Linked DNA regions of Bicyclus anynana: region 2 is linked to region 1. The links are chromatin contacts, called in public Hi-C maps. All regions are on one chromosome and are shown on one strand. The core of a region is the stretch at or near the end of the contact, and the rest is flanking DNA. Distances in the headings are between cores, read along the strand shown.

Region 1 (4,711 bases), core at 1,937-4,436:
TCTGTTGTTAACCCACTTGAGTTTCAAAGGGTTTTCTGGAAGACCTGAAACAATAGAGTTAAGTCAATTGTCATACTTAAAATATTCTTTATTTATTTTATTAATTCATAAAGCTTACACATAATTTACATGGTATAAAATAAATGCTACTTATACAATGTCTTATATATCAATAAGCACACATAACATTAGCTGATGTCATGTAGGTACACATAATGAGGCCAAATAAAAAAGGATTAATTAAACCTTTTTGCTTATAGAAGCTTCTTGGATGTGAGATATAATTATATGTTAACTAGCGAACCGCCAGCGGATCCCTGACAAACGCCCCATACAAAATGGCACGAACTAATGATGTTGTAGGCAATGTAACAATCGTTAGATTTGTATGTGCGTACAAACAAAATTACTAATATCTTTGTTATTTGTGCGTTTATGTTGATTAGTTCACATTGTAAAAAATGTCACATTTAATGTAAGGAAGCTAAAACTGTATGAATTTTCATCTAATTACGATAAAACATTTTTAATAGATTTTGAAATTTTATAATCTCATTTATTTTGTAAATATCCAGACAATATTTGGTTTTTATATATAAATTAGTTAACAATGACCCTATTTACCCAAATGTATCATAAAATCAATATATTCAAACCTAGTTATCATCCCCATTGTATTTACCAAACAATGCTTGTGAAGCGAAAGTTGTAACTTTATACTGTAAACTAACTGATACTACTAAATTAATTCATCTTGCAGTCATAGATAAAACACAAGCTCAGTCTGTGAATGTGGCTTCGAATCATGAGGTCCTGGATAGGGTTATTAATTTAATTGCTGCATAATCATCTAGATTTTCGTGGGTTACATGTAATGCATGGACGTTACAAATAAAATTTGCTTTTATCTTTGAGGGTAATTTGAAATAATTTCTAGTTTTATGGCAACAAAACACTGTGTTGTAGTTAAAATTATTGGTGGTGTTGAAATAAGTGAAAATGAATTTTAGAGCATTATTGGACAAACAAGTGTGACATAATGTAGACAACAAAAAATATAGATTAAAAAATTAGTCCATAGAAAATCAAAGCCCACACGTCCAGTGCAAGAAACATCATTAAGTAGACATTGGCAAATGCATCATGCAATGTAATGCACAGACATCACAGTGAAATCAAAAATGCATTACATATATATAGTCAACATGTTAAAATAGGTTGATTATGAGAAGTTATGTTTCAAGAATTATGTTACCTTTTTCTAATTCCATTGCCATTTCTGATGCCTCTTTTGTTGCAAATTCCACTAAAGCGCTACCTTTTTTCTTGGGTGAAATGATAATTGCAACTATATCACCATATTTCTTAAAGAACCTTCTCAAATTTGTTTCATCATATCCACCATTCTGTTCATCGTTTTTATCTGCTTTCCAACTAATTTTAATCCTATTTAAACTGGAATCCCATACTGGTTCATTTAGGTCATTCCTCTGTAATTCCTCTTTAACTCTTTGTTGTTCTTCAAGTAAAATACGGCTACCTTCTCTTTGTAATCTTTCAATTTCTGCAGCAAGCTTCTGTTCAACAGTTAGAGTCATTTTTGAACCAGCTTCACGTTCCCGCCTTTCTAAATCTTCTTTTAGTTTCTGTCTTTTGCTATCGAGTTCCTTATGACGCAGTTTTGCAGCTGCTTTGGCTCTCAATACTTTATCATAAGCTGCTCTTGCAACAGAGTCTGTTAGTATCTCAAGAGCATGTGATAGTTGATGAAATGTCTCTGCAGCTTTTGGGTCATCAGGGTTTTTATCTGGATGGCATTTTAGAGCCTTTTTCCTATAAGCCTTTTTGATCTGTAAACAGATAAAACAAAATTGTAATTGAATAGAAATACTGTATTATTTATTATAATGAATTGTTAAATGGACATCACTGTTGTATAGTCTATCCTACTAATATTATAAATGCAATTATAAATTTGTATGCATGTATGTTACTCTTTAATGCTGCTACTTCTGAAACAATTTGGCTGAAAATTGGAATGGAAAAAGATTTTACTCTGGATTAACACATAGGTTCTGAACTGAATCACCTAAAATTTAAAGTAGAGATAGATTATAGGCTGGAACACATAAGCTACTTTTTATCCTGGAAAAATCCATGGTTCAAGAGTGATATTTCAGGTTCAGAGCTATTGGTCTGTAGTGGACAATATGACATTTCGTCTTCACGATATATGTTGACACATAGGTCGAATGTTAGGTATACTAATGAACATAGGCAGCTATATTTATCACCCATATTTTCACGAGAACGGGAAACCGGAGTATACTTCTATTCCAATCTACTATATAAAAATAAGTCTTGTTTTCCTTCCTGACACTATAACTCTAGAACGCACGAACCGATTTCCACGGTTTTGCATTCGTTGGAAAGGTCTCGGATTCCGTGAGGCTTATAGCAAGAAAATTCAGGGAAAGGTAGGGGTAGGGGTAGGATAGGATAGGGGTAGGGTAGGGGTAGAGTTGGGTAGGGGTAGTTGAAAGTTTACATCGAGTTTCACACGGACGAAGTCGCGGGCGTCCGCTAGTATTATATAGAGGTATTTTAGACAAACTGATTTTGAAAATTCTCTTACTGCTAGAGAGACAGGACAATTGTTAGTGTCATATGCTCTAATATTTTATCCCCGCATTCTCACGGGGACGGGAACTACGCGATTGAAACCGCGGGGCGTCGGCTAATTTTCAATAAACATGTCAATTATTCAATTGAGTGGATTTATTATTATTATTGTGCAAGATTATGTAAAATAGATTTATTATTGAAATATTACAAACATTTTTACACATTAACACAGAAGCATATAATAGGTATACTATAATGTGGATTTCCTCATTTTGCCCCTCGCAAGGTTAAAGTTTACTCTGAAAACCACCAACAAGCAACAACGTACCTCTGCTTCAGTCGCTGTTATTTCGATATCAAGAATTACATATAAATCCAAATCTTCAATCTTCATCTTTGCCATTTTTATGCACACGTTGTAATAGATTCAAATTCAAAATAAAAAGCTATTCAAATATTACCTAAATTTAGGGCTAAAAATAAAAATTTATGGTTTACAATTTACATTGGTTTACATTTATTTTGTAAAATTTAAATAAACAGACGTGACGTGACGTCACAAGCTTGAGCTGTCAAGTCACAGATCACTATAAATTATAATAGACTAAAAATGTCAAGTCAAATAAAGTAATTTTTTTTTGCTGAACTTAACTGGCTTTGGGTTCTAGCCTTTCTGATCGATAGATTCTTTAGACGGAACAGCAAAAAATCGATCAAGTAATCGAATATTCTATGTATTCTGTGGATAGTTTAAGCGATGTGTTTTTTAGTCAGTGTAAAAATGACGTGTGTGTGTATTGCGAGTCAAATTTATAGTTGTGTGTAGTGTATGGACACAGAATATATTTAATGGTGTTAAATATTTTCGATGTGTGAGTTTACCTACCTCTTCCCCCTCAAAAAACGACAGACTATTTGTTGGTGAATTTGGGTGCGAAACAGGTCCATAGTCTAAATAGTCAAAGGTCTTGACGGTACTAAAATAATACATTTTGACAGTTCATTTTTGTTAGTACATTATTCTATGGTTCATAGAAAGTGAAGTAATCTGTGGTTATGTCACTTTTGTAATTTGTTTTTTGTTCCTTTCTTTCACCATTTTTTAATGTAATATTTGTATTAATTTCAATTCTAAGCTGTAAGTTGTTATAATTTCTCTGATATAACGAAAAAAAGTGATTATATTACAGCTACAATGATAAAGCGCTGTATCGGTATGTTTTTTTTTATGTTTACTTGTTTGACTTATCTGAGTTAACAAAAACATTTTTAATTTTTTCATTATTTAATTTGTTTTAGCGCAACCGGTTAAAAATGCGATGTTATTCTGCAGGAGTAATTCTGTGGCATCGCTGCCAGAACTTTCGGAGGTCACACATGAAAGTATGTTTGCCAATAAATAAAATCATAATTTATACTGTTAGGTTAGGTTTATTATTATTTAAAAACATTTTGACCGTATGTATTTTCCCTATTTAATATTAAGAGGGGGTCGGCATTAGAGTGAGGTCTCCTTCCTAGAAATAAGATGATGATATCAAAGGATATTGTGGAGGCTCATAATACCTCTACAATATGATTTTACACGCTAGACTGATAGTTTTTTTTTATTACGAAATTTTAGGTTACGTACGTAGTGTTACATATATACTTAAAAAATTCAAAATTTGGGCACCCCGACTCAAAGCAGTCTTGTCTGCCCTATCTCTAGAGCGTTTTTGTTAAACGCGAAGGCAGAAGCTCGCGAAGGAGGTCCTGAATGAAGCAAACCTATGAGGTTTGTTGAATAGGTGAAGCTGAATGAAGGGGTGACAAAGCAAGTCTTCTGGCATAGCCACTTAAAACTGCTTTCTGCCATTAGTAATACCTTGCCACAGACCAAAATTAAATTAGAACTTGACCTAGTGATTAATATTTAAATTAGGTTTTTTTTTAGTTTTCTTGTAAAAAAAGTGAATAATCTTGTGTTACAAGTGACGCCTATGATGATTGTGAGTAAACCGTGAATAAACCAATGAGTTTTGACCCAAAAATATATATACTTAATCTAAACAATCGTAAATTTAAAAAAAATCATGAAAAAAAA
Region 2 (4,845 bases), core at 1,005-3,504, 990 kb after region 1:
CACAGTCACCACATAGCTGGCGGGATCAGTAACCGTAAGGAATTTAGGAAGTATATGTAAACAAAACTCACCCACCAATGAATGTAAATAATATATATATATATATATATATATATATATATATAATGTTTTATTTATATCACTCACATAGAAGTAATCATTCATATCTAACCAATAACAAGCTATCACACTTACTACAATATTGTATATAAATTAAGATGTTAAGTAAAGCAATTTTGTAGAAGTAACATGATATCTGCGATCATTACTTTCGTAACTACAGGGATTTAAAGGGTCAGATTCGCGGCGTCGCCGCGGATCTCTGAAAAACGCCCCATACAAAATGGTACGAATTGATGACGTCATAGGTACATAATGATCGTTAGATTTGTATGGGCGTTCAAACAAAATTACTAATACCTTTGTTATTTGTGCGTTTATGCTTATAGTTAAAGTATTAAAAAATGTCACATTTAATGCAAGGAAGCTAAATCTGTATCAACTTTCATCTAACTATGATCAAAGATTTTTAATTGATTTTGACATTTTATAATCTTATTTTTTTGCAAATATCCAGACAATCTTTGCTTTTTATGTATAATTTTTTTTTTTTTTTTTTTATTCTTTACAAGTTAGCCCTTGACTACAATCTCACCTGATGGTAAGTGATGATGCAGTCTGAGATGGAAGCGGGCTAACTTCTTAGGAGGAGGATGAAAATCCACACCCCTTTCGGTTTCTACACAGCATCGTACCGGAACGCTAAATCGCTTGGCGGTACGTCTTTGCCGGTAGGGTGGTAACTAGCCACGGCCGAAGCCTCCCACCAGCCAGACCTGGACAAATTAAGAAAATCTCAATCTGCCCAGCCGGGGATCGAACCCAGGACCTCCGTCTTGTAAATCCACCGCGCATACCACTGCGCCACGGAGGCCGTCAAATTAGTTAACATTAACCTTATTTACCCGAATGTATCATAAAAATCAATATATTCAAACCTAGTCATTTGGGGATATGTTACGTCCCCATTGCTGATTCTCGACCTGTCCAAACAAATTCAAAGGGATAGATATTAAATGTTTTATAATTTTCAGGTACCAGGCACAAGTCATCCAGCTTTATGGAGTAACTTTTGCACAACTGAAAATCCTCACTGGATATATAAAGAACCTTATGAATTAATAAACAATGGAGTGTTACATTGTTCTTTTAGATTCCAACACACAAAACCTTTAGTTCAATGTCGAGTTTTAAAGAATTATGAGGGTTTAACAATTCTTCTTCAAAATAATTTGAGAGCAGTCACAGAAGGCCAGTTTGGAGTGCTTTATAACAATAGTGAATGCCTTGGTAGTGCAAAAATAAAGAATGTATGTCATAATTTAATATATTAAATTGTTACAAAATCTGTTGACTGAGAAAATAAATAAAAATCTGCAAGAATTGTATCTTAATTATTTTTTCATGTTTACAATATTAACCTTACATTCACGGAATTCTGTGTTTGATTATGAACTTAAATTAACCAATAGTAAGTTAATAAGTAAAGAACTTATGTACTTGTAAAAAAATGTAATACTAGGGGACTTGGTCAAGCTTCGCTTTAACCTAAGCTAGCGAGATAGCCACCCACCATCCAGATGCCCATCTAGCAGATACCCTACGCCTACCTCCGTACCGTCTCCTTAGACAACTATTGACCTAGAAAAGTGATTTAATTCACTTTGATGATAAGACATGTAGGTACATGTCTTCATTTCAGTGACACATCTGTCACGAGATTATTTAAATTTAACTGTTTCCATGACGTCACGATAACATTAAATGAACCTATACCAAACGGAGTGTTTGCTATTGATGTTTTGTTGGTTAAAATTATTACTTAGCATTTTGCTTAGCATCAACTTAAAGAAAGGTACTCCAAAATCCAAATCTATAGTTGACATGGAAGTAGATATTATCTGTATCAGAACTTACCTCCAGGCTCCACGTTATTTGACGTCTGTGATGGTCATTTGTCATTGTCAACTTTCGTCTATTTCATCACGATGTGCTCTTTGTATTTCAATCTGTGGTTCAATGTGATTATTAGTCGTCTGTAATGTGGTTTTGTACAGGAACGTATATTCATCCTAGTCTATGACACGTACCTAAAATGTATACTATACTCCTAAGTCCTAATCCTTTAAGGGTTATATACTCTTTGGTTCGTATTCGTTTTTCGTATTCGTCAAAGAGTAAATTAATTTATAGGGTATTCGTAGTTCGTACCACTCTTAGTAAGTTACTCTTTGCTCTTTGCCTCTTTGTTTGTACGAGTTCGTACGTAATCAAAAATCATGTGGATTGTTTAAAAAATAGGTACGAACATAAAAGATAATAATGCTCATAGGCTAATTTATAGGCAATTTGGATTAGCCCCGGCGCTGGGATAGATATTGGCAGTAACCGATATATGCGCTCCTGATCAAAAATGGAATTAAACTTGTAAGATATTCGGTTCATTGAACTGTTATTGATTATTGTTATCTGACGAGAAAACGAACGCCAATAATGTCTATACCGCCGCCAGATTTTAGTGTACCACCCCCGCAGTACGGCGTCTCTCCGCCGGGTGTCATAAATGGAACACAAACGAATCATCTATACATACAACCACCCCCGTTTTTGCCACCTGCGCATCCTTTAGACGTACCGCCGCCTCCGTACTGCAATATGTCGGCGCCACTAAATATCCCACCGCCTACGCCATCCTTCCCACCCCCTGTCGCTCTGTACCCTCCACCCTCTCATAATAATTATTCCTACACCGATACGAGTGCCTACTCGATGTCGCCATCATCTTCACTCTCTGGCAGCAGCTATACGGATCCAAAATTTAACTACAACATACCAGAATATGATTTTTATAATAAAGAGATTAGAACTGTCAGAGACTATGTCTATGATCAATATGCTAGAAGTGGTAGAAGCTCAAGAGCATCATCATCATCATCTTCAATAAGGTCTAGATACTCACCGGGTCGTGAAAAATCTAGAGACAGATATTATGATATGGAGAGGTATGATAGAGACAGACGCAGTCGATCTGGACGTAGTCCTAGCCATAGCAGGCATCGGTACAGCCGGAGTCCATCGAGACACCGCCGAGATAGGGAAGAACAATACCAAAGAGAGAAATATGAAGCTGAAAGAAGACATGAATATGAAAGAAGGAAACGTCATCACGATAGACACAGGAGTTCATCAAGTCATAGAGATCATAGGAGTAAAAGTCGCTCATATGATAGTCATGGTGACCGGGAGAGATTGCATTCAGCCGAAAGGTACAGACATCACTCACATCACAGAGAATCACATTCACGCAGTAGAATGAGAGAATTATCACCAAGATCGTCCAGAGATTCTGGGTCTTCAAGATCTGTAAGCGATCGTGAAAGAATATTAGATGATTTTAGGTAAGACTAATAATATTTTTTTTTGATATATTACATATCATATATTTTTGATATATTACAATAAGTTACAAAAATTTCTCACAGATACAGAAATTATATGTTAAAATTAAAATTTTCCAGGAAGAATTATTGCAGAACTTCAGAGGACTTTATAAAAAAAATTGAGCAATGGTCAAAGGAACACAACTCTGATGAAGAAGAAGTAAGTTGATTTAATTAGTCAAGTATAGAAAATACAAAGTAGTAACTTCTCCATACAAAAAGTTTCTGGAAAACTTTTATATTAGAATTGAAAATAAAAAAAAAATATCTCAATTTTAGGCAAAACTAATGGAAATTTATGGCATAAATAAAACAACACAAAAACATGTGAATAATATACTATAATATAGGCTGATCTACTTTCTCTAAATATGTATGCTTTGTTTAATGCATTGTATACTTTTCTTTAATTATGTCACTGAATATGTATTTTAAAATTTCTTTTGTATTAATTTCATTAAAAATTTACTATAAAATTGCAATGCAAAACAATATCTTGCTTGTTAACAATGTAATGTTGCATAATTCCAAAAATTACTAATTCTATTTAAAATGTAAAACTAAGTTTCAATTGTTATGTTAATATGCCCAAATCACTTGAACAATTTTGATGAATATTGGTTATAAGATAGAGTGGGCTTTTGTACCTTTTGTTCATGTGTTTTTCACAGGTAGACACAAAACATAGCTTTGCTTTCTTTTATTAAGGTCAGGCATACTGAAAAAATTCATTTAAAAAATCAAATTTCTTATGGCCAAAGTGGCAGCAAACAGCAAATTTTTATAAATAAATAAATAAAAAAGATTTTATATTTAAATAGTTTTAAATAAAATGATTTTTACAATATAATATCCTGCTGTTATGTGTGTCACCTGAAATAGGCCTCCAACTGCTTTCAGTGCGTCCTGTATGCCTCAACTCTGGTCCAGCAAGGCCAAAAATTAAACAAAAACCATCTTTCCATCTACTTGTTGGATGTCCACGTTATTTTCTCTTGACCAGAGTGTGTCCATTTGACTATTTTGTAATGTAGTAAATTTCAATTAGTTAGTATGTGTAACTGACTAATTAAAATAGCCACTTCAACAGAACGCCGCAATTATGTTGCCAGCATTAGTGATATATTTTACCCCGGATCTGTAAAAAACTAATTTCCACGCGGACTAAGTCGCGGGCGTCCGCTAGTGAATGTATATTACTCTTCCTTTTGGCTATTATATTTTTATTTGTAAGTTAATTGGTTTGATACTTGGTTTCTTTTTCTGCTTTTAGAACACAAATAAGTGGTATAGAAGTTCCCCAGCAGAGTTATATTACAAGACATTAGAAGGTGGAGCTGTTGTA

Evidence for each region. A called contact is a pair of places that touch in the nucleus more often than the background predicts.
Region 2: a contact with region 1 is called in a Hi-C map of whole body, with 4 times the contacts expected there. The contact joins the promoter of LOC112044033 here to the promoter of LOC112053922 in region 1. A contact is called at or near these places in 2 of 2 Hi-C or Micro-C datasets (whole body and whole larva).

The regions. Positions count from the first base shown.
Region 1 is chr16:7,641,390-7,646,100 of ilBicAnyn1.1, forward strand. It overlaps LOC112053922 (dnaJ homolog subfamily C member 17), which reads right to left and starts at 3,187. Exons shown (of 3, transcript XM_024093536.2): 1 at 2,954-3,187; 2 at 1,256-1,850; 3 at 1-44. The coding sequence starts at 3,028. LOC112053914 (28S ribosomal protein S2, mitochondrial) reads left to right here and starts at 3,681. Exons shown (of 3, transcript XM_024093524.2): 1 at 3,681-3,839; 2 at 3,925-4,008. The coding sequence starts at 3,821.
Region 2 is chr16:8,629,057-8,633,901 of ilBicAnyn1.1, forward strand. It overlaps LOC112044033 (ribonuclease 3), which reads left to right and starts at 2,255. Exons shown (of 19, transcript XM_052886155.1): 1 at 2,255-3,458; 2 at 3,579-3,660; 3 at 4,774-4,845. The coding sequence starts at 2,554. LOC112044034 (mitochondrial tRNA-specific 2-thiouridylase 1) reads left to right here. Exons shown (of 5, transcript XM_024079754.2): 5 at 1,095-1,454. The coding sequence ends at 1,394.